2 separate regions of the Rattus norvegicus genome follow, and region 1 is linked to region 2. Evidence: chromatin contacts called from public Hi-C data. All regions are on one chromosome and are shown on one strand. Each heading gives the region's core, a stretch centred on a gene start, on an enhancer-like site or on the middle of the called end of the contact. The rest is flanking DNA. Distances are from core to core; before and after follow the strand shown. Region 1 overlaps Lrmda (leucine rich melanocyte differentiation associated). Region 2 overlaps Lrmda (leucine rich melanocyte differentiation associated).

The links. Hi-C and Micro-C count contacts between places; a contact is called where the count stands out from the background.
Region 1: a Hi-C map of psoas muscle shows a contact between it and region 2, with 2.4 times the contacts expected there. The contact joins two enhancer-like sites. A contact is called at or near these places in 8 of 12 Hi-C or Micro-C datasets (the A7r5 cell line, Schwann cells, hepatocytes and 4 more).

Annotation. Positions count from the first base shown.
Region 1 is chr15:1,507,537-1,514,420 of GRCr8, reverse strand. All of the region lies in intron 5 of Lrmda (leucine rich melanocyte differentiation associated), which reads left to right. Among named protein-coding and RNA genes, the nearest start is that of Trnat-agu13, 390 kb to the left of the region's middle. Within about 2 kb of position 2,205, at least 2 of the 93 cell types and tissues checked have an H3K27ac peak or open chromatin away from gene starts, as enhancers often do.
Region 2 is chr15:1,278,243-1,285,568 of GRCr8, reverse strand. The region is part of intron 6 of Lrmda (leucine rich melanocyte differentiation associated); the gene reads left to right. Among named protein-coding and RNA genes, the nearest start is that of Trnat-agu13, 620 kb to the left of the region's middle. Within about 2 kb of position 1,273, at least 2 of the 93 cell types and tissues checked have an H3K27ac peak or open chromatin away from gene starts, as enhancers often do.

The DNA.
Region 1 (6,884 bases), core at 956-3,455, 230 kb before region 2:
CTCAGAGTTATAGATCCTCATGTATTTTCAACCCTGGTACTTATGAATAAGGACTTAAACTGTTAAGTCCTTAGCCTGATCCCCTGCTGTTCTTGGGCTATGTTTCAAGGAGGAAAGCAATGCACAGTATTTGGATGAGGATTTAGCTAACTCAGTGGTACACACATCACGCACATATCATACACATATCCTATGTGTATACAATGCCCTATAACAAAGCAAACACAACAACTTATTTACAGTGTCCTATTTGTGGTAATGGTCTCTGACCCTTAACTAGTCGGATACTGACATCAAGCAAAGATGCCTTGTACCTTAGTCACTTTTGAAAAAAAATCCATCTGGTTATTTTTTACTGCGCCTAGTTCTAAGTCACACAGGCCATTTCTGTGGAAGTGGATAATGCACTTTGAGCGCACCCCCAGGCTAACTTGTTATTACTCCCTTTCTTACATCATCCCTCCCCTTGGTCTGTTTGTTCCACTAGTGAGTTTCTCTTGTATTTGCACAGCATCTGCACATATATGATTGTCTGTATCTAAATAAACCCTGTGATCCACGATGGGAAAGCACACAGTTTTTGTCTTTCTGAGGCTGACTTACTACACTTAACTACTTTAGTTCCATCCATTTACCTGTTAATGATGTAACTTCATTCTTTCGTAAAGGCTTGAGAAGCTCCACTGTATAGATAGTCCATGGCTTCTTTATCTATTCCTTTGTTATTAGACAGCTAGGTTGTTCCCATAACTTAGCCATTGCAAGTAAGGCCATAGCAAGCATTAATGTGTCAGTGTCTGGATAGTAAGTTTTCAATTCTTAAAAATTGTGTTCATTGATGCATGTGGCTGTGTGTATGTGTATGGTCATGTATGTGTCTGAACATGTACCATGCTGTGTACAGGGGCCAGAAAACAACTTGTCAGGTTTCTCCTTCCACCATGTGGGTCTTTGTAGATATTGGACTCTACTTGTGGGGCTTGGCAACTGGTGCTTTTACGCACTGAACCGAGTCACCAACTCCCATGGTAATAAGTTTTCAACAAAAAACTCACCCTGTATCTAAGACTAGCATTGAACTTTTAGTAACACTCTTCCATCAATTTATCAAAGTTGGGTTTGTAGTGGGTTTGAATATGGCCACTATACTCAGCCAAATTTACATTTAAATAGAACCTTTAAGCTTTTTCCATCTCATATAAAGATTGGATTAACAATATTAGGTAGGACTGGCAAGACAGCTCAGTGGTGGAGAGCACTTGCTACTCTCGAAAAAACTCCTGCTTTATTTCCAGAACCTCAGTCTGGTAGCTTACAATCACCCATAATTTGAGCTTTGAGCAGTTCCATGCCCTCTTTTTCCCTCCACGTGCACAGACATGGTATACACTCCACACACACACACACACACACACACACACACACACACACACACACAAAGAATCTTTAAAAAATAGACTAAAAGACCATTAAGATTGTCCTTATGTGTTTAGATTTCTATTTCATATTGATAGCTTTCTGTTTATTTGAAAGGTTTAAATGTATCTCATTTAAAAAGCTTCCTAGAAGCTCAAGAGATGGGTCAGGGGTTACGAGCACTTATTGCTCCTGTGGAGGATCTGGGTTCAGTTCCCAGCACCTACTTGGCTACTGACAACCACATGTAACTCCAATTCCATGGGATCCTATGCCTTCTTCTTGACTCCATAGGCTCTTATTCATACACGATGCACATAAACTCATAAAGGATCACACACATATACAAATAAATAAAAACGTGAGTACTGAAAATAAATACATTCCAATTTTCTAGCCATAATAACTTTAATTAAACTTCCAAAGAATGAGTTCTGAAATATAAATATGTTTAAACCTCACAAAATTGATAATAATTTTTCTCCTCTAATACCATGTTCCTTTCATTCTAATTTATTACCACAGTCATATTTTGCCGAAGAGCTTTTAATACAACACACAATTATTTCACACAAGGTTCGGTAGGTTGCCTCGTTAAGCTTGCAGAGAATCAGGCCCCTTGTGACCACCAGGAATATTCTTGCTTTGATCCTTCATTAAAATGGCCCTTCTAAATTGTCTCAAGTTTATCAATAGATGTAAAACTCTGAACAGAGTATGTAGGGCAAGATGACCTGGCCTTCAAACTTCAAGCTGAGCCAGCTGTGGCCTGTACTAAGGAGTGTTCTGCCACCTGTCGGTTTTGCTCATGCATAGCAGGGCCCTGCTGTCAATCACAGTGGTCTGTAACCCCCTGTGACCTCTGCCCCACTTCATCACTCCCAGGAGAAAAGAGGAGGTCTTTGAGAGTTCCAGCCGCCTGACTTCCTCCATCATTCATTGCCTTGGCCACATGGTCCTTCTGTGATGCTGAAAATATATGGCCAGGCACATTAAGGGTAGCACAAGCCCTTCCCTTCTTCTGGATTATTTCAGTTTCCTGTCAAAAAGAAACCCAAGAAGACGTGTCCCCAGCGGATTGCATGTGACAGCGTCTGCTTCTATCTCAGGAATCTGAGGCATGATGGATAAACTGTCAGCTTTGAAGGATGATGTTTTCTCCATATTTCCATTATGAACCAGACTGTCATCTCCTAATAAATTTCGTGCATTGGTATCAATTTATTTTTACAAGCAGAGGGTCTGATGTATTTGGGAAAGGCTCTGACAGCATATCTGGCCCAGCTTGACAGGGCTGCTTCACCTCATTTTGGAAAACTACTTTGGTTCCAAGGACAGAACTTGACCCTCAACCCTTGAGAAGAAGGGGGAGGGGGGAATAAAAGTAAAATCCCCCGTGAGAGGAAGAAAGACACATGAAGCAAGTTCCTCCTTCTAAGCCAAAATAAATCAAGCCTGTAGGACTACCATGACATAATATTATTTCTACGACAGCCCTACAAAACCAGATGGGAAATGCCATTGGCGATGATTTGCTGAGGCCAGCCAGTCCCTGGCAGTTACGCAGTGCATCTGTAGACCGATTTTGGTTATCGGGTTAGGGCCTTGGAGTTCTATAAGTGATAGGGATGGTGCATGAAAGTACATTCATCGAGGAGGCATTTACACCAGCTGCAGGGGGCTGCTGGGAAGGGTGAGAGAAGTTGCCCATATTTGTCTCTTAGAAAGCTTAGAGTCAAGTTATAAGGGTATGAAGTTAGAGGAACACAAAGAAACCATATTATTTCATAAGCCGCAGTATAGATCAGTGTCTCCCTCTTTGATACTAACCTTCCTTGAAAAAAGGGTCTGCATTCATTGTGCTAGTCCTGCCAGGGGTGGATGGAGGAGAACTTCCTAAATTCCTGCCTCAGCTCTAGCATTCATGGTAACTCAAGAAACTTAATGAGGGGGGTTGGGGATTTAGCTCAGTGGTAGAGCACTTGCCTAGCAAGCACAAGGCCCTGGGTTCGGTCCCCAGCTCCAGAAAAAAAAAAAAAAAAGAAACTGAATGAGGTCTTGGTCCAATTTCTTAATTTGGTTGGTTTTCAGCTTCCTTGTCTATAAATCCAAAGTGGGAGTTGTAACTATAGGGTACTGCTGGAGGCTGAGTGAGTTAATACTTGGAAAGGGCTAACCACAGTTACAGGCACAAAGTAGCCAGAAATGTTGACTGCGTCTTCCTCTCTTCCTCCTCCTCTTTCTTGCTCTTGCTTATAACTATTGTTACCATTGTATTTTACAGTCAAGAAAAGTGTGACATAAAGAGTTCAAGTTCAAGTTCATAAATAACAAATGGATCCTTTCTCTAAATCTTGGAAACACTAGCAGAGAAGTATGGAGAAGACAGTACACAGTTTTGGAACAGCCAAGGGTGGAATCCTTGAAGCTTAGTTAGCTTGTTATTGTTGTGGTTATTCCTGGGTCAGAAAATAGACTCTTTCCTTTACAACGGCAAACATTCAAACATGCTTTCTATGTTACTGGTTAAGTCATATGCGTATGTACACACACACACATATTGGTTAAGTACACACACACACACACACACATTGGTTAAGTCACACACACACATTGGTTAAGTCATATAAGTCATGCGTGTGTGTGTGTGTGTGTGTGTGTGTGTGTGTGTGTGTGTGTGTGTAAGTGATGTTTGGCAACCGGGCCTCTGTATAAAATGTTTGACTACATCATACATATACATAAGTTATTATATATTAATTTACCTTATAGATCTATAGAACACAGTTAGTAGAAGTTAAGGGTATGATATCCTACTGAAATTTTATATCTGCTTCATTCTCTCAGACCCTTAGAATGATTTGGAGCAAACTCTGGTATCTGCTGCCTGTATCTGGGGTTGTAATTGATAACAAGAGTACCTCTGACAGGAGTGCAGGCTGCTGTTTGTTCCTTTATCTCAATGAGCACATCACAACTTTAGTCATTCATCAATGCCAGCAGCTACTTTACCCAGTTGGAAATGGCTTTTGGATATCAGATGGCTATTTCTTCAGATTTTTGTATTTTTCATAATTAATGGATACAGATACAGAACCCTATTGTGTTTAATCTGCAGCATTAATATTTCCCCCATTACCTTCTTAAATTTAGGAAAGCAGCAGACCTATTCATCAAACCCTAATCTGCACTATTTGGAAATTCTGCCATCAAAACCCACACTGAGACACTGAAGTGATGTCACTGGGGAAGTGGGAAGAGTTGGAATACCTGGTAGCTGCCCCAGGCCCAAATGAGTTTAAAAACATAAATAATAGTGAACTTTTGTGAGACAATTAAGAAGCGATGGATTTTTCCATGTTCCTTTCAGATTAAGTGGCAGGTAACCACTTAAGTTTTAATATCTGGTTCTCAGGAAGCCCCAAAACATTTGTGGAGACTTGCTATTGGCTTCGCTGAGTTGATGAAGTCTGATTCCAACAAACTACTTTATATGGTCCTCAAAGTCAAAAAGGGTCTGAGGGACTCACGTGTGCCTTCGTAGCACTGTTGGTCATTTTCTTACTAGATAAGGTGACAGCTTTATCTATATATCTCTACATAGAACCTGCTGCACCTTAGCATGGATTGAACTTCACTACAAAAATATTCCATGCTTTCTTACATATACTAAGTAACCCAGGTCTGATGTCTTTACAGGTACCCTTGAATATCAAATTCACAGTAGAGCACCACCACCTCTCCCTGGAAATCAAAATGCACTGCTCAAACTTCCAAGTTCTTCACACGCCAACTCCTTTTGATGAATCAACCCTCCCCTTTAGTGTCAGTAGTCTTATTTATAAAATATTTCTAACAAAGGCTGTGTATCCCATGGCTACATCCCAGGCAATACAGAGATAGATGGAAGGAAGTCTGTAAAATGGCATGTGACTACTACTCAGGAAATAGGATACACACCCCATAGGGTGGTTCCCTTCTGATTGTGTTCTAGTTTGTGTGTGTTATACAAATGAGATTTGCACCAAGAACTAAAGAGCAGCAGTACTGACCCCTGCTCCATCATACTTCTTGGGGTAGGTTGTGATTATTTAATAGGAAGTTCTCCTTTTACCACAACCCCTCATTCTAGTAATAAATTCCTCCTTACTGATAACCTATTCTCAGTGCTTTGAGGAGTTGCCTTTCTAGGTGCTGTAAGACGTTCACTGTTAATTTAGGACCTGGCTTCCACAGATATGCCTCCAGAGTTCTGCACATGAGACTGTAGCAAAGGTCCAGTGAACAGTGATGGAGGAGTGGAATGGCATATTAGCCTATGCTGGGGTTCATATACTCTGAGGGTTCCTTTGCAGAGAGTGTGTGGGTGCTGGGGAGCAGCTTAGTTCCAACTTGCCCCCCCCCAAAGGTTTTATGTAGAAGTCACATGGCCTTGGATGGTTTCTCTATTTTATTTGTCTCAGTTTTCAAATTTTTCAAAGGAACAGGGCACAGCATGTCAGAAAGCCAAATGATTAAAAAACTTAGTATAGGCTCATGAAATATCAGCTTGTATGTCACACTTTATCCCTTCATTTTCCTGACTGAGTTCTACTTCCTCCTTGATTCCTAATGTGCTTCCTTTCTCCTCTGTTAAAATGTTTGCCCTGCAAGCGTGGGGAGGTAAGTTTGATCCCTAGAACCCATATTTAAATAAGCCCATACTTGTCACATACTTGAAATTCTATCACTGGGGAGAGAGGTAGACAGATCCATCAGGCTTCCAAGCCAGCCAAATAAACCTACAAGGTGAATTCTGAGCCAGCGAACAGTAGTCCTCTTTCCTAAAAAACATCTGGATGGTATCTAAGGAACCTGGGGGGTTGGCTTTCTGGCTTCTACACATAGAATATATTTGTCTCCTTTATACATATTTTTTTTTTGGTTCTTCATATAAATGTTAGGTTTTTGTTGTCTAATATTTGGATTTTTTCCATTTTTTTATTTTTGCATAAGCATCTGCTAAACATGCTTTGGAAGCGACTGCTCTTTAGACATCTCACTCTATGAGTTAATTAAGAAGCAGCCCACTCAAACCCAGAGCCACATCATTTCTTTCTTTCCTAGATCTTGTCTTCACTCCCTCCCTCCCTCCCCATAAATATCTGTGAACTGCTCTTCCCAACCAGATGCCCTCTGGGTTACTGGCAGGACTACCCCCCACCCCCACCCCCATAGATCAAATGGAATGCTTTAGGCTGTTGGCTTCAAAGGGATTTCTTTCCCCAGAGAAGCCTTTGACACAATCCCTCTTCTACTTCCTTTCTGCTCACTTCTGGCCAGAATCACTCTCTTCACTCTCTCTCAGCTAAGTGCCCAGTTTCTGCCAGACCCTTAACTCTATCTTGGTCTCTCTGTTGTGGATTAAATCTCACCCCCTATTTGATTGTTTTCTCTCTTGCCTTTTTCTTGACCTCCGTCTTTGGTAA
Region 2 (7,326 bases), core at 24-2,523:
TCCTGGAAATCCAGTGTAGCCTAATGGGTAATCTGTACACCGGCAAAAGCCTGTCTTAAAAGATGTAATAAATTGAAAAATGACATGTGAGGTTGCCTCTGACTTCCACCACCACCCTGTACAAATTATTCACTGAGCACCTGAGAATGTAGCTTAGGCTTTGTGGCGTGTGTGGGAATCTGCTGTCTGAACCTTTCTGGAGTCCGTGCAGAGGAAGGATGCTGTGGTCCTGCGTGGCATGCATTTCTTCATTCTCATCTTACTTCCTGATTGTGTCATCCTCACTGGAAACACTGCAGTCACTCTGCCATATCTAGTGAGATTGTTGTTTTATGGGTGAAAGAAAACTCAAAGTTTCCACTTAATCATGAGTTAATAATCTAATTAATTAACCAAACCCAACCTTTCCTTTGTGGCTGGTAAGTCACATGACTGTTACCTTGAGGGAATGTCTGGAAGGAGGGCAGGAGCCTTGTCATGCTTACTGGAGCCGCAGCTGCACTCTGCATTCTGTTGCTTGGGGTAGGGGGAGCAGAACCTAGCAACTGGATTTTGTCTTCTTCATGGGTTGAATCCCTGTACTTATTTTCATCCCATATGATTCTAGTTCACAATGCTGTTTCCTGGACTTTAAAACCAGTTTGGGTTTGATATCTTTGGAAGCTGCAAATATCAATGCCTTATGTGATGGGAGGTCACTCAGTTGCTGTTCTTGGTGTGAGTGATGACTCTGGACCAGATATTCTGAGAAAGGAAGAAAGACAGTGGTTGGGTTTTAAGCAAGAAATACCTGCCCTTAAAAAAAGAAGCAACCACAAGTTTTGTGTATCATTCCAATGGACACTTTAGTCAGAAAATAAAAATAACTTTTAAAAGATGCTCTCATATAATGGTAACTCCATGCCAGCGGATGACACTTTCCTTTGGGGATACCCATGGCGCACGTACTTTGTTTTCTTTCTCTAAGAGAGGATCTGTCTTTATTAGTTTGCATGCTACTTTACATCTACTCAGGTAACATTAACAACAAAAAAACAAAACCCTGAGCTAAAATTACTCATAGCTGGTAAGGAAAATCAGTTCCTGAAATTGAGGCAGAAGGAACCTAAAAGTGTCAGAGAGAGGGGAGCCTTTGGTAGCCTCAGTCCCAGATAGCCTTCAGCCCAGATTGGGTAAACATGACATATTGATCATTACAGAATGTGTAATTGGTGACCACAAGCACAGTGTGGCTTTAATGGCCTTCCCTGAATAGTTGCCCTTATTTATGTAAAGAAAGCTGTAGCTGTTTCCTAACTGCATGCTGCCCTCTAGTGGCTACAATTCTGACTTCAAAAGATGATGAGGAAAAGATAAATACAACGATATTTTGAGTGGTGGAGGGTGCGACTGTGTCTCTCTGTTTCTGTCTCCCTCCCTACCTCCCCCTACTTCCCTTTTGCCTCTTCTACTTCTCTCTTCCTTTCTCTCCCTCTCTCCCCCTCTTCCTCTCTTCCACTCCCTCTCTCCCTACCCTCACCCCGGCTCCTTTCGTCTGAAAGATTTCTTAGTTCTCTTAAAACAGAAACACGAAGTCTTCACACATGACCACTGTCCATTTTGAGTGACAGCCAGGGTGAGATCCATCCAGGAGTGGCTGGAAAGGCATCCCGTGAATTACACCTGATTTGCATCCCATCTTAGCATGCACTTTGGAATCTAACTGTTCTTGGATCCTTGATGCCCCTCTCCTGGCAGACACTATAGTCCCTGTTTCCCTCCATGAAAAAGTAGCAAAGGATAAGCCTAGGTTCTGTTGGTGGTGATCTTTGAAGTTCACAGAAGACCCTTGTGTCTGTAAAAAAGATTGAACAATTAAATCATACATTCAAAAAAATGATATTTGCTATAAAAGCAAAATTTCCTTTCCTGCTTGAAAAAGACCAATGTGTGGTTATTGTCACCTTAGAGGGAGACCATTTTCTGGCTCTATAAGTGAAGGACTTCCCTGAAAATGAGTGCCCTCAAATCCTGTCCCAGCTGGGGAGTTCTCTGACACACAAAAGGAAATACTTTTAAAGGAAAATGTAGCATTCTGTGTCTTACTAGAGAGTTCAGGAAAAGGCAAAGTAACACTTACAATTGGGCTTAAGTAAACTGCTCATTAGGACATCAGGAAGAAGGGTGTTTTCTGCTTTTATTTCTTACTTGGGACAGAAGAGACCTGAGAATGCAAAACCAAATAAGTAAACAAACAAACAAAAGCTTGGATCAGTAAGCTTTCCAATCTTATTTCTGAAGAGAGAGGGGACTTGTTCAAACAAGGAAAGTGGATTTGGTCTCGTATTTCTGCTAGGTCTCAGTTTGTGTGTGGATGTGAAAGACAAAGGGCTGGTGATGTTAAATGCCAGGAAAGAGGGAGTGCTCTGGCTCTGAGGCTCTTCCACAGTGGGCCTGCTCTTACTGCAAACAAAATTGAAAGGACGTGTGAGCAAAGGTCCAGGGGCTCTCTTCACCATGATTTTTGGTGGACACATGTTCAGTGATGTCTAAGAAAGTCTGTAGCCTTTTCCACCAGGTCATGATATCCATGGGCTCAAGGAGAGACAGCAGGGATGGTGACTGGGGGTCCACTCAATTGACAAAGATTTCTAAGATTTGTACACACAAAGGAAAAACATGTCTTGCTATGCAGAAAAGGTGTGTGTGTGTGTGTGTGTGTGTGTGTGTGTGTGTGTGTGTGTGTCCTCCTATCCTCCCCTTCCCAACTCCTTTTCCTCCTGAGATGACAAGCTTCATTTCCACTGCCCTGGGAGCCCAGAGCGTATTTTCTACAGACTCTGCTTTATCACATGTCAACCTGTCTGCTCATTCTCACCCTGAGCTGTCCAGCCTCCCTGGTCTGGAGGCAAGGATGCCTGCCCATCACAGTCACCTCACCACAGTTAGATCCTTTCCCCCTGGTGCTTTGTTTCCTTCAGATACAGGGTGAGGCCTGACACGGTCCAGCATCTGGCTGAGCAGGCTTCACAATCTAGACTCTCAAGGGATAGTTATGAGCCATTCCTCAGGCCATCTCCCAAGAGTTTGATCACTGAGGCCAAGCACACATTTCTCTAAGTTTAATCTGAGAGGCTCTTTGTCTGCATCCTAACCTTTGGATTAATGGCCGTATTGTGAGAGCTGACTTTGTGTTCACTGTGTTTACAAAAAGCATCTTGTCATGGCCCCATGATTTGAATCTTGTTTTATATCTAGAATGTTCACACTGGGCTCCAGGTGCTAAGAAACAAATAAAAACCGTCTTTTAATTTATGATAAAGATTGTCAGTAGAAATAATCAGCCTGAGGGAAAACTGACAGCAACTGGACCTTGAATCTAATATGATTTATCATAGATAAAAACACTGACCCAAGATTTACATCCCAAGATCTTGAAAGACACACAAATTCATAGGGTAGGATTAACCTTGGTAGAAATAATGAAAAAAATAAAATGAAATCAGCCAGAGATAAACGTGGTAAAATGTGACCAAACATTCCCAGACAGCTCACCTTTCCTGTTGTAATTCAGCAACACACAAATTTACTCCAGGAAATAGGGGCTCTCTTGCCACTAAATGATGTCGGAAAAGACTTGATGTCACTGGGCAATGTTCATAGTTTGCAAAAAAAAAAAGTAGAGGAATATTATATGGGAATGAAGTCATGCTCCTCTGAAAGGAGGAAGAAAAATATTAAGAACACAAAATGTTTGACTTGGTATTTAAGAAGCAAGTAAGGAGTTAAACTGTCAAAACAGAACTTGCTGTGCATAACTTGTGCTTTCTCAAAGAAAATTTATCAGGCAAGTTTATACATGTTAGTACATGTAAGCCAGAAGGCAAAAATATCCTGGAGGCTAAACTGGCAGCATTTGGTGACCACTCCTACACAGTAGCAGGATCCAGAATAAGTACACCCTAGTGCTTCTCAAGAGCTCCTTTGTGTACTACTGGAGGCCATGCCTGAAGGTGGGTCCTGCAGTGAAAAGCAAGGACAATGTCCAGTGCATCCTCCACTCAGCCATGGGGAGGAGAGCCAGTTAGTGTCATGGTAACTGTGGTACCCACCATCTTCAACTGACGATGATGACTATAAGCCAAGACACCTGACTCAAGTCTTGGCCTATTGGTTTGGGAAGGAAGGAAGGGTCACCCTTTCCTTTTCGGTTGAACTAGAAATCTTGTTCGACTTATAAGATGGGACTCAGAGGCAAATAGAAGACAATTTGTCTAGGCATGGAGGAAGGACTTGGTCTTTCTTCTTCTAGAAAAACTGCTTCCCTACATGGTATCTTTCTTCCTGTCACTTTGCTTATAGCAACTTATACTGAACCTTGTGTGGGACCTGTATGCTTGTGACCCTGCTAGCTCCCTCTTAAATCCACAAGAGAACCAGTAACACGTCACGTGGCTGAGATTAGGTTATTGAGAGAACACTTTCTCAAGGATGTAAACCGTTTGTGCTTCTTCGTTTTCTAGGTACAACTTGACTCCTATGCACCAAAAACCCAGGCACGTGGGGAACAGGACATTCCTTTCTGGTGCATGATGTTTTTAGCTCTGAAAGCCAGATAGTATTCACTTCACTTTTCTCCTTCCAGTCAGACACTGGGATTACTGTATTTTTTGAGGGGGAAAGGTGTTGAAAATGACAATATCATCAGTATTGAAAAACAGAAACTCTTGTCCTGGTACCCTGCCTCTCCTTTATTAAGGCATATATTTAAGCTGCCTACTTTTTTTAATGTTTGAAATGTAGGAAGGTCATATCAGAGGTTTAAGATAAAAGGATACAGGACTAAAAATTACAAATTTGATAGGATCTGTTTAAAATGTTTATGCAGATATACATGCAGATATGTGCATGTACATGTGTGTGTATATGTATGTGTAAGTTCCTAAATGTATTTAGCAGATTGCCTAACCTCCCCTGTACCATACTCTGTTATTAGGAAGTGGAGGAGGAAGGATATGGATTTACATAGTATCCCATGGTTATTTTGTTCTAGAAACTTCCACATTGGCCCAGAGGGACTCTACTGCTACATTTTCTTTCTCTGCTACAGGCCTTCTCTCCCTCTTCAGAACATGCCATCATTTTCTGCCAAGACCACATAATTCTGTGTCCTTCCTTTCTTTTGAGATATTAGAGATCTCTGTTCTGCTATTTTTGCCACTGTCTAGTAAGTGTCACGTGGCCACAGTCAGAGTATAGTCTCCTTGTCAGTGTGGCACTACACTCATGCTCAAGACAAGAACATTTAAAGTGGTGATTATCACAAGTATCAAAAAGGTTAAGACTTCATTTTTCTATTTTACAAATTAGTGGTTTGATCTGCATCAAAAGTAAACTCAAACACTCTGATGGGGTAGTCTCTGGAGACATGGCATTATATCAAAGCTAGTGAGATATAGGGCTGTTGGTGGTCAGCACTCCCAACAGGGAATATGAACTCTGAGTTGCTGACATATCCACAGAAGAGTTTGGACTCAAACTCAGTACTCTGATTGGTGCTATATTATTGGGATATGAATACATGTATCCTAAGACTTAACAGTATAATTGGTCACATTGATCATACCTCCTCCATAGGAAATAAGGACCCAATGCCCCCACTTCACAAAAGTAATGTTAAAAGTACCATGTTGCCTATTTCACAATTCAAAAGGACCTGCCATGGTTATCTTTGTCTTCATCTACAAATGGGAAAGACAGGGGCAATAAGGGGTCAATGTCCGTGGCCAATAGACATGAGGGACAGATTGTAGGATGAGAAGCCAGGATGGAATCTATACTGGACTTGTAGAGGGATATGCCAGGATCCCCACCCCAGCTATGTCTCTAGAATGGTCCCTGTCACTACAGTGGGTATCTAAGAAAAGAGGCCTATTCCCACTCACTAGGCAGTGCAAACCTGCATAATCAGAACACTCAGTGCAGAGGATAGGAGCATTGAAAAGATAAAGGACCTCTTTAAAACAGATTTTCCCCCACGCATTTTTTTCATAATTATAGCTTTAAGAGCTTATGTGATGGGAAAAACTGGCTACTTAAGAAAAATTAGGAGTCTCATCTGGCAGGAGAAAATCCCCCGGGGGACAGTGCACTGCCGTTTTTCAGAGCCCCCCAAAAAAACCCCCGTACCGACATCTGCACATTGGCCTGATATATAGCCAGCCTGCCTCACTATGGCCAAAGCCTTGTGTTGTAATTAAAAACACTCTGCATGCCACTAAATATGGTGTCTCCATCCATTTCTGCAATCATGGAGTCTGAGGAGATAAACAGAATCCATTGCAGATGTGTCAGAGGCTACGGCCTACTGACTCACAACCACATCCCAAATTCCAGCCTCTGAGAACCTCCCTGTGAAAATACAAAGTGCAAACAAATGGCCCCTTCTGCAGCTTTTCACAGCCTTGGGCAGTTTTTCTAGTTGAGGAAGAAGGTTGGAGTGGGGACAGGAGCTACCCATATGATCAAAACTATGACTTCATAAATGACTTCCTTGATAAATAAAAGTCCTCTGGCCACATATGGGTTTGTACCAGGCTGCTCCCTTTTCCCTTCTTAATGTCTTCTTTTTGTTTTTAAGGTCCAAAAGTCAAATATTTTGAGTAGTTGCCTCCCTACTGTTGGCTCCCACAGAGAATGTATGAGGGACAAGGCTAGCTTAATTTAATCATCTGTATGTCTCTAGGCTGAGCACCCTCATCCCCAGGAAAACACCAGCAGCTAGGTTTTATTTGGGGTTGCCCAGGCCACCCCTGGGCCTTCCCAAAGCAGCCCCAGCCTACAAGAGTTTAACTACACATCAGTCCTCTGGTCACCGTAAGCCATCCAGATATCAATGAGGAAATGTCATCCCCTGCACAGCCCAGGGTGAGATAGGTTATCTGTAGGCCCTGACCCCATAGCTCCCACAGACCAAAGCTGCCAGGAGCTTGATGGGCATGGCTAGTTTTGGAATGATGTGTAGAAGAAATATGCCAGTACTTCAGGAGCAGAGGAAAAAGGATTGCATGTTAGGAAGTGATGTCAGCTTGCGTTAGAGTCCTAGACAGTACTTGGATGTCCTTGGCATAATATGGCGCTGGTATCTCTGTCAGCATCTCTGTTTTCTGTCACCATGCACAATCCTGGGCCTGTCTCCAGTCCTGACAGTGTCTTTTCAGATCAGGTTAGTGCCAGCCCAGAGACCAAGTCGGCTTCCCAGCACACAGCCCCTTTGTTTGAAGTCTGCCCTTTTGTCATTAACGCACTCAATGTCTATTTAAATCTGACAGTGAGTGCAGTATCTGT